2 separate regions of the Anser cygnoides genome follow, and region 2 is linked to region 1. Evidence: chromatin contacts called from public Hi-C data. All regions are on one chromosome and are shown on one strand. Each heading gives the region's core, a stretch centred on a gene start, on an enhancer-like site or on the middle of the called end of the contact. The rest is flanking DNA. Distances are from core to core; before and after follow the strand shown.

Region 1 (7,830 bases), core at 3,136-5,635:
ACCAGCCACTTGTTTTCACTATTTGTCACTAGCAAGGACATCCAACTAACACGATCAGATTTCTCTACAGGTAGAGTTATGAAGGATTAAAAAACAAATAAGCAGACAATTAAAAGGCACGATAGCGAGTGACCAATGCAACAGGTTTGTTTTTTTTTCCCCCTCACTAATATCTACTGGCATAGTCATCTAGAAGTACATTGGTGCATAACTGAATGATCTTCAGTAATCCAGGGTTACTGTGCAAATCTGAAAACCAAAAGAAGAATCCAGCTGACAAGTGCAGTAATAATCTGAATTTCTGAGAACAAAAGTGGAATATTTATATAAGCATCCTGTACATGCAGCTGAGGTACATCTATGCCACCCAAGATACGATACAGTCATACCCAATCTGGTTTCAAAAGACTTTGCTTAAGAAGAGAAAGAATCTCTCTGCAACATAAATGACTTCTGTTTTCAAAAGATTTCAACCCAGCTACATGTCAGTGTTGGGCAGAGAAGAAATGATTATATGCACCAACTTAAAGTAAAAAATGCTCCATTTGTGAGATTTTCTTGGATTAAGAGGATTCATCTATTTCTTACTTGCCTGGTTTTCACCAAACAGCTTCACTGACGCTTACTACAGTGATTTTGTTACTTAAAAGTTGTTATTAAGAGAATATGAGCTCAGATTTTCCTACAGCAAATCCTTCACAGAGCGGAAAAAGCATTTAAATAACTGAGAAATCACCTTCCAAAACGCTGCCAAAAATAAATGCCCAAAACAGGAAGGTGTCAACAATTGTACTGGGAGTAGGAACAAGCCAGTTTCCACGGGCCTCAGACTGCAGTTACTGAGGGGGATCCTGGCAAGGGCAGGAGCCCAGGGAGCAGCTGCAGGTGGTAGGGAGCTGATGAGAAGCCACCAGCTTCTAAGGCGAGAAATAAAGAGGGGAACCAGTTACCGGCAACAGCAGAAGTCTGTTTGCCCAGTTGCTGGATGACAGCTTAGCTCTGGTTATTAACTACTGTTTGCCATGTTTGCTCTGAGGGGTAGACAGAAGCGTCTTGCTTATTCTGTGACTGGTAACCTGTGTTCCCCTTAAGGGTACATCTCTGCCAGACACCCTTTTGGAAATGCATTAAGCTACCACGTTAATCAATTAATATTCAAGACAATCTGGAATCGGTAATCATTCTCATTTTACTTACCCCTTCCTTCCTCCTAGTTTCCAAGACTTACTCCCGAAATAAATCACACCAAGTCACAGAAAGCACCAAGTGCCTGCAGAACCACTGCAAGCCTGGGCACTGCTCATTTAGATGGGTGATGTGCAACCTCACGGCCAGAGGCAGTCCCTTCTGGGCAAACCTTTTGGTGCAAGTGATATCACCCACTGTACTAGAAATCAACAGTACAACCAAGATCTTTAGCACCTCCCTGCTTTCCTTCAGCGTAGTATTAAATATTAATACAAAATTTATTTCTCATGAACCATATCAATATAATGGAATCTGTTATTATAAGATGTATGAAAAGCTAATACTGAGGGAAACTTTAAACAAGCCCTTCTGCACGCTTAAGGGAACATACGTTAGTGTCTGACAAAACAAGAATGGAAGTAAGAGTTATTATATACCATTATTTCATAGAAATCCTGGCTTAGAGCTATTTTTTTTAAATGCAGAACAAAAGCACGTAACTATTTCCATGAATCTATTGTAAAGCTTCATAAATAAACTATTAATACAATCACCTTGCTTTATTCATCCACAGTAGCTATTAGAAGAAATGAACAGCTGAAAGCATAATTACACAGCCGTTTTCAGAGTGACTGCAAGCCGTACAAAACCTACTCAGCATTGTATTATGGATACATTGATCTTACTGACAGATGGATATATATATTTATACATGAGGGTCCCAACTTAAGCTTTATTAAGTTTCAGAACGGAGTTCAAAGTTGCTTCGTGTACCCTGTTGCCAGCCTGAGGTCTTAAGGTTTCTTTCCATTTCATTATCCTTTCTGTTTTCAAGTGTTTTTCTTATCTTTCCGCCTCGCCCCCCATGGGAAAGATCAATGCAGAGAGGAAGCTAACAGACTGAATGCAGTCATAAGCAAGGGCTAACCGGGCACGTGAAATATAACGAGTTTGTCAATTCAGCTTCAATTTCATGATCTAAATCTTTCCTAACATTTACGCACGCGATTCATACTCAGCGGGGTAATACATCCCTAATTACAGAAACAACCATATGCAGCAAAACCAGAGCTGTCGAGCCATTAGTCAAAAAAGTTCCCCCATTTGCATCTTCGCCTTGCTAGAAATTAGCCTTTTTATTTATGAGCGCTATTCCAGCTGCATACAAGTAGTCATTTTTTGTTGGTGTTTTCAAGAATTCCTTACTTCTATTTTATTAAAACTTCCTTACAAACTGCCATATGGCATTACATTATTATTCGAGGATCTAAACCAGCTTGGGATAGAGGATTAAAACCCAGCTTCAGCCTGTACAGTAAGTATAAACTGCCATTAGTCAGCACATTTATTGTGGATTCTCGAAGTGTTAAAAGGACCACGCGTCAGAGGGACTTTCTTCTGCCAACCAGTTCAAAACCACCCTCCTGCAGGAATGACTTGAGGATACTGTAAAACATCGGTTGTCTCTGGCCTCAAAGACAGAGTTGGCGATCCCCTTCCAAAGCTGAATTGGTGCATACTCACAGAATACCCTCAGGGTTGCTACGGACCTTAAAAGGTACAAAGCTGAGCAAGGTCTTCAGCTCGTACGTGGATGCAAGTCTTAAAAAGGAAAAGAAAACACTGAAATACTCTGACAGCAATGAAAACCTGTATTGTACTGCAATTACAATTTTGCACTGTGCATTGCTCATTTCTAAAGGTGGCCTGTGAAGCCTAAACTAGGCCTTTAAAATAAAAAAAATCCCACGTTTAAAAACACAGGTTTTGAAACAAAACTTTAAAACATACAACAAAATAACACAGCCACAAAGCAACTAACTGGAAATAGATGCCACTCATCCTTTCTCCCTGTCAGTCGATGGTTTAGCTGTGCCCTCTGGTTGCACCAGTCTAACATCTCAATAATTCCTTCACACTGAAGCTGAACTGAAAGTGAGTGGATTTGAGGAGCTATGGCAGCAAAAACCATTGACATCTGGCAAATTAGTTTGGCTTAGTTACCTGAACCAGCTCACCACCAGGTCAGGCAAGGGCTAATGCTGGGACAGGGCAGGCTGCAGAAGTGGGACAACTCTGCTCAGCCAAGGGATCAGCTTAACTCAGCTATTGAATTGCATTTGCCACACAAAGGAAAGCAATTACCTCTCACTTCTCTTATCTATTTAAAGGAATTTCAGGTCCTCGCTATAGTAAAGAAGCAGAATTCAATTCAGGTTCGAGGACTGCTTTCAAATCCGCAACGTAAAATTTAGCTATTATATCCCATCAAATTATTTGAATTTGAAACTAGCTGTTCTGTGAATTGAGAATTTCAGCATTTTTGGACTGAAATACTTGAAAAACTATTCCACGAGGAAGCGTTACAAAACATAAGAAAAGGTGTCAGCGCAGGGACACTGTTCCCCTTCTAATAGCGCAGTTCCCCTTTCAATAGAGCAGCAGTAAAGAGGAAGAAAACCGAACAGCAGCAAGGAACAGTCCCACTGTGCAGAGGAGCTCTGGCCGTGGCTGGTGACGGGTCGATGCCACACCAAAGGCAGGCCCAGCTGCTCCCCACGCCCAACCACTGCTTCCCTCGCCCCTCAGCACTTAACACCGGGTGGAAACGGCCAGAACGGCCTCGGCGGGGCACTCAGTGAGCACCTCGCTTCCCACCAGGCCCACCCCCAGGATTAAAGCTGGGGACGAGCCAGCACCCAGCCAGCTCGCCCCGCTGGCGCAGCGAGGCAGAGTGCCGGCACAAAATGGATGTGGGGCGCGCTGTCAGCTCCCTGCCCGCGGGCTGCTCCTTCCCCGCCCCGCGCAGGCAGGGCACGGCTCCCTCCCTAAGGCTGCGGCGGGACGAGAGCCGCACAGAGCCAGCCCGGGGGCTCCGGGGGGCTTTGCTCCGCGGGGACGCGGCGCCGGAGCAGCCCCTGCCCGCCCTCCTGCCCGCCCAGCCCGGGGCACAGCTCCGCTCCGCTCCGCTCCGTCCCCCCCCAGGCCCGTCCCCGGAGGCGAGCGGAGCAGGAAGGAGCGGTGCGGCGGCGGCAGTACCAGCAGGAGGGTGTCCGGCCCGCGTCTCGGCTTTCTCCTTGGGGGGCGAAGACATGGCGGTGGTGGCGGCTCCCGCAGTGCCCGCACGGGCGCGCCCCTACCCCGCTCCCCCGCACCGGCCGCTCCCCGCTCCCCGCCGAGGCCGCGCCCCCTGTCAACGTGGCTGCCCCGGGGCTCCGCCGGGCCGCGCCCAGGCACCGTGGGGGCGGCACCGGGCCCGGCCCGGCCCAGCCAGGCCCCCCGGGCACGGAGGGTGAAGCCGGGCCCGGCCCCCTTCCTCACCCGCCTCGGGGCTGGAGGCTCCGTGGCGTACGCGGGGCCCGGGTCTGAAAATTTACTGCTCGCCGCCGCTGCTGGGCGTGCAGTGAGCGTTGTGAAACCGCCACCTTGGTGGTTTCCGTATTTTTTTCTTTCCTTCTTCTGCCCTGATATGAGTGCGGTTTGTGCAGCCGGTTCCTGCCTTTAAAAATCGCGTTTGGCTAGCGTGTGCTGTTTTAGAGGGCAGTACACCTTTATTATTTAATCATTAGGGTTGGAAAAGACCTCCAAGATCATCTGGTCCAACCATACCCCCTACCACCAATGTCACCCACTAAACCATGTCCCCAAGCACCCCGTCCAACCTTTCCTTGAACACCCCCAGGGACGGGGACTCCACCACCTCCCTGGGCAGCCCGTGCAATGCACGACCACTCTTTCTGAGAAGAAATGTCTCATGAGCAACTAACCGGCAGGTCAGGCCTTCCCCCTCGTCTTGTTCTGCCAAACCACACACGGGTGAAGTGGTGTGTACAGCGCTCATCTTGCTTGCACCTCAGATCTCATTATCTTTTCCTTTGAAATCACACTGCTGATTCACACCCATACAAGATTTTTTAATTTTTTTTTTTCCAAACACTTCGGTTACACTATCAAAATAACATGGAAAGGTATTGAGCACAGTGCCTAAATCAATTATATTACCAGCAAAGCGTAAACCATACAAGTTTGGGTTTTCTTTTATAACTTGCCATAAGGAAATCTAGCCCCTGAAAGCTGAGCGTGCAATGGTTGCAAGTTGAACCCTCCGAAAGTGCTGTAGTGGTACTGCCTCCCAGGTGTACCATAGGGAAATTAACGTAGCCATGGGGTGCAGGTCTTTTTTCCAATTACTATATTACCCTTGCCAAAATGTAAGTAATGGGTAATGGCATGTGGGGATTTTTGGCGATAGACCAAAATGTAATCACATCATAGTATCCTTAGCAGTCTGCATGAACAAATGTTATCAAAATACTGTAACTTAGTTGTTGCATTTTGCTGCTGGGTAATTTAATTTTCTTACACATACGGCACTTTGAAGTCTCAGATTATATTTTCAGCTGTCACCTTCTCTGTAGCCTAACACAAATTACTCCAATTCCCCTTCCAGTCTCTGTCAAAGCCTGTTCAGATTATAATTTTTTTTTTTCTGGGACAAAATTATCTCCTAAATGGAGATTATAATATTTCCCTGTCTACTTTCCTCTTGGTTTGAATGAAAAGATTACATGTTTGGTTATTCTTGGTTTTCCCAGGTATGCTTGGCTTGGAATTCCCTCTGCTGGTTATGGCAGTCAGTATGATGTTTTGCTGTTGCAGGTTTACTTTAAACCAGCTATTATAGAATTGAAATTCAAGAAAATGTGCTTTATGACATTAATTTTTTTTTTCCTCTGAGAATCAGTAATACTTTCATATTTCAGTGCAAGGATTTTGATGTGTGGGGGTGCACTGCAAGGAAGCATTGCATCAAAGATGTACTTGGCTGTTGTTGGGAAAGCTGCCAACATTTCATAATGCTCCAACGCTTGAATATTGCCATTAATACAAGTCCTCGTATAAAGGCTTGCTGTGGCTTCACTACTAAAACATGACATCCACCCTGAGTATGTGTCAGAAATGCAGGGCTGGAACAGGGCATTTCCTGCAAATGCAGCTGTGCATCAGATTTGGGAGCAGGGATCGCCAAGCAAATCATTCTGGTGCAAGAACTGGCATGGGGGAATAGAGATAAGAAACGGAGATGCCAAGGTGCAGGAGGACTTGGCCTGGGTGGACAAGGAGATGACGAGAAAGAGTTGAGTAGGAGGCGGCTGAGAGGTGAAATGAGAATTGTGGCAGCAGGGTGAATGCCAGAGTGGGAGAGCAGAAAATCCTCTTGTCACGCACTGAAGGGAAACTGGCTGGCTGGATGAGGCTAGGATGGGAAGCCCAGAGGGAGAGAGGAAAGGCCGAAGGTAGGTCAGGCAGGAGCAACACCCAGAGGATCAAGCTGCCGAAAGGGAGAGGAAAGGATCTTCGCTGCCTTCCAGAGCCTGAAGATTCTTGGGTGGTGTTGTACTTTCTGGAACTTATAGTTACTCATTTCCTCAAGTGACGGGTCTGTGCAAAAGCTGTTTTTCTGCTTGCAAAAGAGCTATATAGGTTTCAATATGCCATACGATAAAATTTCATTTTGAGTTATTAATTTATTAGTGTATTTAAAGTGTTTCAAGAGAAGCAAAAATTCAAATTAAAAATATATATATATAATAATAATAATATATTGAGATTTGGAAAATCAAGCACTTAAATGAGGAAATGACATAAAAGTTCTAAGAGAAATTTAATTTTTGTGCAACAGAGCAATTGGTTTCTTGGCAGACCTAAGGCAACAGGCATTCCTCCTGCTAGAGGCATTGCCGTAATGTCCTTCTCGATTATGCCAATAAGCAAGAAATACAGAGGTGGGTGGTAGACATTAAAATGCCAGGAGCTGTCAGTCACTGACGTTTCTAACAGTCCTGTTATTTCTACCAGGAGGCATGAAGGATAACAACTGTGGGAAACTTGTGAGGAAAACAGGCAGAGCATTTACAAAAAGTTGGCCTAACTTCCACTGCCAAGCCAGCCACACCTGGTGCTGACACCCGTGTCTCAGGGGTTGTAGCAAAGGCAAGTCTCTACTGGAAAAGCAGTAAATGAGAGCTTCACAGGACAGGGCACTGAAATGCAGAAGCACTGCGAGGGAAGAGTACGTAAGTCAGGCTGCTTAGAATATTTTTATTTCCTGCTTTAACCTGTTTTGAAGACCAGTGTTTATTTTAGAATAAGAGCACTTTTGTGAAAGGTTCCACAGCACACCTCTTCAGTTCACAGTTAAGAGCTCATAATAGGCATCTTAAGCATCTACAGTGCTATCCGGGACAACCAGGAAAGAACACTCTCCAGCTACTACTAATTTTAGCTAAAATAACAAGCAAAAAGAAGCTACGTGTTTTGTGGTAATGGTGGCGGCAAAAACCCAGCTTTCCATGTTCCTTCCCATCCCACAGTTAAAGGAAAAAATAAATAAAGAAAAAGAAAATAGGAAAAAGCCCTTTACAGAAGGAAAAAAAAAAAGAAAAAAAAACAACATGAAGAGATTAGATAGGAAAGCATGCAAAAGCATGCCAATAGAAACTATTTTCAGTTGCACTTGACCATTCACAAGACTTCTGACAATAATACTAGGTTCTTATTTTTGTGCTCGATAGCCCAACGTATGTTCAGTAAGCAGTCTATTTTAAAAATAGGCAGTCTGTTGAACTATGATTAGGACAC
Region 2 (7,830 bases), core at 1,451-3,950, 210 kb before region 1:
ATAATCCATAAAACAAACCTCACAGCCAAGTGTCCCCTCGGAAATATTTTCTTAAATAAGCAGATCTGGAGCCTATATCACAGCTGTGTCTGATGGTGTTAGGCCAGTATGTTCATCCCTAAATTTATGTTGGGTGCATTTCTGTTATGCATTTTATAGAATATAAGCAAAACATGAAACTAAAGTCACATTTTCATGCAGGAAGTTTGCTACCTCAGGTAGCTACTACTTATAGCCTGGGTTCAGCATGAAGCAAGCACCAGCTGAAGGGAAGCAAATTGGTCCATACAGAGGCTTCAGAACCAGCTTCAAACGCTAATCCAACAACCTGAGCAATCCTCCTGACGTAGCAGTAAACGCTATTGCATGTGCGGTACATGTAAGACTACTTCTCTCCATTTCCCTGTCAGGAATCCTCTGGCACAGCAGATACCTGCTTAGTAGATGCAGTTTTATGAGTTACTGTGGCCAAATGGCCAGTCATCAGGACATGTGTCCTTCAAAAGACTCTGCAGTGTACCAGGAAGATCTGTGGTGGCAATTATTTTTACCAAGTGTCTTAGTAGTTCACAGAACTTTTTACTCTCTGATTTTGTCATGGCAACTTTCTGTAGGACGTACTTTATGCTGTATATCAGAGTGGTTGCTCTACTTTTAACTTAACAGCTTCTCCCCTGCCATGGGGACTCTTTCTAGATCTCCCTCATGGTGGTTGGTAAGGTGCTCAGGAACCAGATACCTATTCACCTCAGATGCTGCCTGATTTATTAAGATAGACTAGAATCCACTCGGTTTTCTTTAAAATAATCCATCATGTTTTCCACATTTTTGTAACTTGCTGTTTATATCACACTGAGCCATTTTTGTGGTGAGTTGGGTGGACACCTGTGGAAAAGAACTAGGACAGCACACTGGAAGTTAAGCTGCTGCCACCTCCAAATGAGAACCTTCAGTGACTGGAGCTGTGATTTAAAATAGAAATAGTGGACAAGATTTCAATTTTTTTTTTAAAGCTGATTAAGAAAATAAATGGGTTTTGAAATGTTCAGCTGAAGCAAACTGAAAAGCATTAGCTTTTGCTGTTCGGCTTTTTCAATACTGCAGACTTTCAAAACAACTCTAAAAACGTAAGGGAATCATTTCCATGAAGTTATTTTAAAATTGGAGAAAAGATGGAAATGTTATAGTACAAATGCTGTGTGGTTTCAATTTTTCAATTTTCATTTTGTATTTTCTTCAGAGAGCATTTGAAAATAGACAATATATTTTCTAAGCATTTAAATGTCACAAAACATAAGTGCTTTGCCAAAATAGGACCATGTTCAAAATACTTCTTTTTCCACTCCTCCCACTCATTCTAAATATGTCTTTCCTTTTGCCATGACCTTCTGTGATTCAGGATTACAACTATCACTATCTTAGGTTTCCACCTATAAAATTTCCCCATTTCCTCTGTTACTCAGATTATAACTTATTTGAAGCAGATATTTTATTTTTTTTCAGTATGTTTGTTCAGAGCCTGTTGACACTAATTCTTGACCTTGATGACACTAAAAAACAAATAACAGTCTCCTAACATCCCCCTCTGTATGAAAAATTAAAAATTAGGTAACCTGTATGTATTTCTCAGGTGAAGAACAGGCAACATATTACCGGATAGACACATATTAATAATATGTTCATCAAAAACACACAGTAGGTTCAGAGAGATTTAGTTTAATTTACAATAAAATACTTATTTTTCTTCTGTTTAAATTATAATGGGCTGCCTTCAACTCATGTTTACCAGTAAACTATTTTGTAGCCCATACTGAACCACATGGTAAGAACAAATTTGGGGGATTAATTCTTTCCAACTGCTGAGCAGATGGTATAAATGTGATGCTAAGTAGTTTAAAAGGCTGAATAGATAGATAAAGACAGGAATGAAATTATTCCCTGGCACCATGTAGCTAGCTACTCATTTCAAAAGTTTTTATCTGATTTTAAAACACTCTACCTTAGAAGACTGAAACTGGGAGAACTATGTGCATTAATTATGGAGAATTACATGTGTTAATTATGGAGAATTACACACACATATTTTGCCATGGTCTTTAAATGTGAATGGTAATTCAGGGACTTGTAAATGACATTTAATTTGTATTTATTGCAAGTGAGTAACAACAAAGGTTGCACGTTTGGAAGCCATACAGTTGGAATCACAAGTGAAGGTGGAAACTGGACTGCCCTGTGTCTTGGTGTGGTTTGGTTTTGGTTTGGTTTTTTTCTGTGTTTTTTTCATCAAGTGTTCCTGTACAGACAATTTGAATATGCTGTTGTTTCTTTGGTACCGAAGTGACGCTTTTTTAATATGCTAGGATGAGTTGTTGGGATGAAAATGAGCTTTTAAAATAACCTGATTTTCAGTTATAAGTAGGAGAGGATGAAAATGAGCTTTTAAAATAAAGTGATTTTCAGTTTTGAGTGGGAGTTTTTCCCCCTGCCTTTCCCAGAGGGACGACAGAAGGAAGACCTAAATTGGACACGTGTGTTACGCTGAAGTGCTTTAATTATTCACTACCGGAGAGCCACCCCGCTCCGTCACATTCCCCTGAATTTGGGGGGCTTTTTGTGAATTTTTGTCCATCTTAGCACTCCGGGAGCGGCGCAGGCCTTCCGCCCTCGAGTCCTCCAGCCCGCCTAGGCGGCACGGCACGGCCCGGCTCAGCGCGGCGCTCTACCCGCGCCGCCCCACTACGGCGCCCCGCCCGCCGCGGGTCACGCCACCCGGCCGGCCGGCGCTGCGTCAGCCGCGCAAGATGGAGACCGCCGAGGAAGGTACCGCGATCCCCGCCGCCTTCTCCGCAGCGCTCCCCGCCGCCCGCACCGCCAGCCGGGCACAGCCAAGGGGGTGAAGGGGATCGGGAGGAGGGCAGGCGGCCCGGCCCCGGGATCGGCAGCGAGCGCGGGGGTGCTGACGGGGCTCCCCCCCCCCCCCCCCCCGCTCCGTGCCCGTGCCCGGTGGCTGCGGGGGGCGCGACGCGAAATGGCGGCGGGCGGGGGGGGGGGGGGGGAGCGGCGTGCTGCCCTTATGTAACTGTAACTGTATCCGCCGCCGGTGCGGGGCCGGGGGGCGCTGCGGGAGCGGCTCGGCTCGGCACGGCTCGGCACCGGGGCCGTGAGGGGCCTCGGGGCACGGGATGACCCGAAACATGCGCCGGGCCCCGCCGGAGCTGGCCCCGCAGCTTGGCGGGTGTGTGAGTTACTGCCCCGGTCGGAATCCTGTCAGCAGCCCCTCGCTGCCGTGCCTTTATTATTTTGTTACTCGTTTCTGCCAAGCTTAACGCAGCTGTTAGCTAGTTAACTGCTCAAAAACCTGCTCGGAAAACCCAAAATATAAAGCGATGCAGGATCCCAGGTGGTTCCCTGTCTCTTTTACAAGAGATGAGTACATCACGCTGAAAAAGTTGTCAGAGAGATTGCAGTGACGTGTTTTTAATGCATAGTTCCCGTTTTGGGGGCATTGCTTGACTTGAAATCAATTGTTACGTTCCTTCAGCCCAGCTGATGTTGAGGAACTGTGCGGTTGGAGCTGGCAGTGCAGAACTTTCATAATAAACCAAAACAAATAAAGGATCTGCGCTATGCTTCTTAGCAGCGCGTGAGCTCTGCTTGCCATCTCAAGCAATAACTACAAATACGCGTTGTGGTGGCCGGACAGTTCCAAGGGAAAAATTAGCGTCTTGGTTTCAGTTGATGAGGCACCATTTTCAATGTAGCTTTTTACTTAGCGTCGCTTGGTTTTCCAACTTGAGAGAATTGAAAGGTAAACAGCTGGGAAAACACAGTGGATGAAGTAAGTCAATGCCTTTGCAGAATGTCCATTGGGTCACGCTGTAGACAAACTTAGTACTTGTGGAAACGGGTGGTTTATCAAAATATTTGTGTGCTTAAAATCTAACAACTTCTAACACTGCTGCAACTCTTGAGCCTCTGTAGTCCCACAGTTACATGAACTGATTAAATTAACAAAGTGACTGTTGAGATTTTGTGTATTTGGCATCTAGTCATCCAGAAAACTTGGTTTGTAGCAAACTGTGAAGTGGATTCTCAGAAAGGACGAGTTGAGTTCCCACCGTTCCAGTAGTTTGTAAATGTGTCTCGGTGGACTTAAGCCAAAAAAGGTAGTTGATTATTTGTAACAGGCTGTTAAATGTGGTAGCCTTTGATCGCACGTACTTCTACAGGACATAATCTGGTGACCGGCGGTGAGACCAGGAAGAGAGAACAGAGCGGGGTTGTTAGTTACATTTTAGGGCATTGTCTTCAGTAATCAAACCTTAGTGCTGTGCCCTGCACTTGGAGTTTAGACTTTTTTTTTTTTTTTTTTAATATATTTAGTATATGCACTTATTATTACTGTATATAACACCTTAAGTTTTATATTATACTCTTGTCAGTGTTACCCTTAAAAGCTCAAAAATAGTAGTATAGAAAGTACATAGGCTTCACACTCACTGTCCATAAATACTGCTAGAACATGGTGACTTCTGCTGGAGTTTCAAACTTCATTTCCCACTATTAGAATTTCATAGCACTTGCCAAAACACCAGAGAGACTTCCCAAAATTAGAAAGCTTTAAACACTAGCAGCCGAAAAGACTTTGTGACTTAAGGAAAAGGAAAGTCAGGCTCTTTATTGTGTGGCAGAGCCCCAACTTCTGCTGTATGTTTCCAGTGGACTTTAAGTAACTGTTGGTAACCTGTTAATGATTATATTGGTCCATTGATGATGGCCCTTGGGTTTCTGGTAGGATTGATGGTTGACTGAGCTGTATTGTAGAGTTAGTAGAAAACTAAGTGGATGGTAAGAGTTCAGAAAAAAGAGGCAGTTGAGGATAGTAATGGGCAGACCTAAAGGGCAGCTTCTTTGCTTTGGGCTTGATGTGGGAGCTGATCCTCTGTAGCGCCTGACAGCACCAGATAGCAGTGTCTGCTGATAACAGGTACCCCTTGTTCCTTCTAGCTAAATCATTTTTTTGCTAAATAGCCTGATCTTCAGTTTTGGGTATTACAGCGGTGAGCATTTCATTAGAGAAATGTGATGGGCAGAGAAATGTTTTCAAAAAAGAAGTGTATTACCCAAGATCATTATTTCCTGAACGCACACATGACTAACAGGATGCCAAGTGTGTGTGCAAGTAGAAAAACAGCGTCTGTTACACACTGGAAATTTCTCTGAAAGTGACAGTACAGGGGTTGTAAGGTGTAGTTTTACACATTGACCCTCAGCAGGGTTTGTTGATTTGAAGTTGTGTTGCTTAACAGTCCAGATTGTTACTTTTGTGCTTATTTGGATTTATGAAACAAGTGGGAATATCTAGAAGTTCTCGTATCCTTTGAAAACCTAAAATATAGTCTTAACTTACTTTAGTAAGCTAACAGAAGAAGGAAATCCTTTCCCTAATAAAGAATTCATCTATTTTCAGTAAAGAAAGCTCTGTTCTTCCCAGCAGTTTCTGCTGAGAAAGCCAATGGACCATTAATGGGTGGGTTCAGAGAGCTCTGGGGGTCTGTCAGGCAATATGCTTTAAATTGCTTTCTGTGCTGTCAAAGAGCATCCTTAAGGCACCAATTTCACGCCAGTTTAAACCAGTGTAGCTGCTGGTTCTCACGTTTTCCATCTGCCCCGTCGTGTGTAGGGTGCTGGCCCTAGTGCTGGCCTGACCCTTTACAAGGCTGCTCAACCTGTGAGTTGTCAACCTGCCGTGGGGAAGTAGCCCTGTTAAAGAGTGCTGGAGGAAGGTGGGTCTGCAGCAGCTAGAGGTTCTACCCTGGCCGTAAGCTGGAGAGAGCTGCCGTGGGCAGTCACCTGGAAGCACCCTCTGCGAGAAAAAGGAATCCTTCGCTTCTTGGGGAAACTGGGGGCTCGTGGTGTTTGCAGCAGCATGACATTGCTTGGTATGGCTCTGGTGGAAGTACTCCTTGTGCCTGCTTGTAGCAGCACCAATGTGGTGCTGAATGTGCTTGTGGTGGCCTTACTCAACTTAAGTAACAAACTTACAAAATAGCTATTCACGTTCATTATGTTTGGTTTTCTTTCTCTTTCATCAAAGAGGTTCAATAGTGGTAAATGTCTTAAGTAATTGTTAGTCATTGGTAAATCTCTTCTGCTCAGCCTCTGTTTAACTTGTTCAAAACTCAGATGGAATTATTCCATTTTGAAGTTTATAGCCGCTTGCAGGAGGATTATCCTTACCAGTCTAGACGTTGTTTCAGATGTTTTATTATTAATTTCTGTTTTTATGCAGAGTACCCCTACATATCTACATATTGGTGTGTATATGCTAGAAATCTTAAAAACACACTGCCTTATTACATGTTTTTGTTTGTTTTGTTTTGTTTTAATGAAATGATCAGGGAGATAATGTTCCTGTTTTGTGTGTGTGTTTTTTTTTTTTTTTCTGGTGGTCTGAGTCTTCATGTCTTCTACCAGATGAAATCTATCTTCCAGCCTTTTTCACTTTAAGTTACTTTGGCTTCATCTTGCTACATGGCAACGTTTCTGTAGTGTATAATTTGTTATGTAAATGTGAATTCTTTAAGCAGAAGAATAATAAGCTTTATGTCCTGCTCAGCAGATATATGCAGAGTCTGTCGGTCTGAAGGAACACCTGAGAAACCCCTGTATCATCCATGTGTGTGTACTGGCAGTATTAAATTTATTCATCAGGAATGGTAAGTTCTGTCTTTTTTTGTTTGCTCATTTTTTTAATGAAATGTATTAACATATTTCTAAAAACGGTACTTCCTAAGCCTTCATGTTAACTAGTAAGAAAAGCCAATTTTCAGAGAAAAAGCATATTAAAGTGTGGTGTTTTTGTTTTTTAACATGATGGTTCACTATAGTTCACAAAGAATTTAGTAATTGTATGCAAAAAGGAAGTACTAATAGTTACATGTGTTTCAGACTACAGTTGTGCTCACACACCCGCAGAAAACTAAAAGCAGGCAAATCAGTATGCTGTTTTTTTTCTATCTGCTTATAATTCTGAATGAAAAAGAATACCTGACCTCATACCAAAAAATAAAATGAACAAAATTTTGAGGTATACGTTCAGTTAGGGAAATGCTAAAATAAAAACTAATTCTGGTCTATAACACACACGTATATGCACACTCTCTTTTTGATTGTATTTTACTAGTCATTCTTTCACAAATACAGTGGTGTAAAATCTTCATCATGTGTATGTGTGTCATATCTTGAAATATTTAAGGATTGGTGTCCGTGTGAGGATACATGCTCTGAGTTGTCAGCCTTTTCAATGACATACATTACTGACAATGTAAGTTCTTTGTGTAAGTTATGTAATTGAAGACATGTCATTGTTTCTCATAGTCAGCTCATCTTTTTCACTTTTGAAACTTCTGTGGCCTAAATGGACTTAATAACCATGCTAGTTTAAGTCCTCCTTGATAATACCAATATTCTTTATGTTTGAAAGTAGAGAATTGGTGTGGGTTTTGTAATGGAGGGGAAAGCGAAGAGATGCAATAGCATGTATTAATGGGATCACTTTTTGTTGCAGCTTAGTTCAGTGGCTTAAACACAGCAGAAAAGAGTACTGTGAATTATGTAAGCACAGATTTGCTTTCACACCAAGTAAGTATGTTTGACTGGTTCTGTTTTTTCGGAACTTCATTTCTTTTTCTCTTAGTATTTGTGAAGTCTTTTCATTCAGCATGCTAGATCCAAAGTAATTGTTTAATTTCTGAATTCTTGTTTGAATTGCAGCTCTTATTATTGCAGACTGTTTAAGTAATATGGTGCTTTCATAATGTTACGTGA

Evidence for each region. Hi-C and Micro-C count contacts between places; a contact is called where the count stands out from the background.
Region 2: a Hi-C map of liver shows a contact between it and region 1, with 2.2 times the contacts expected there. The contact joins the promoter of MARCHF6 here to the promoter of DAP in region 1. A contact is called at or near these places in 2 of 7 Hi-C or Micro-C datasets (both in liver).

Annotation. Positions count from the first base shown.
Region 1 is chr2:87,072,165-87,079,994 of Taihu_goose_T2T_genome, reverse strand. It overlaps DAP (death associated protein), which reads right to left and starts at 4,385. Exons shown (of 4, transcript XM_048076399.2): 1 at 4,228-4,385. The coding sequence starts at 4,282.
Region 2 is chr2:87,282,590-87,290,419 of Taihu_goose_T2T_genome, reverse strand. It overlaps MARCHF6 (membrane associated ring-CH-type finger 6), which reads left to right and starts at 2,700. Exons shown (of 26, transcript XM_048076398.2): 1 at 2,700-2,820; 2 at 6,623-6,719; 3 at 7,571-7,644. The coding sequence starts at 2,802.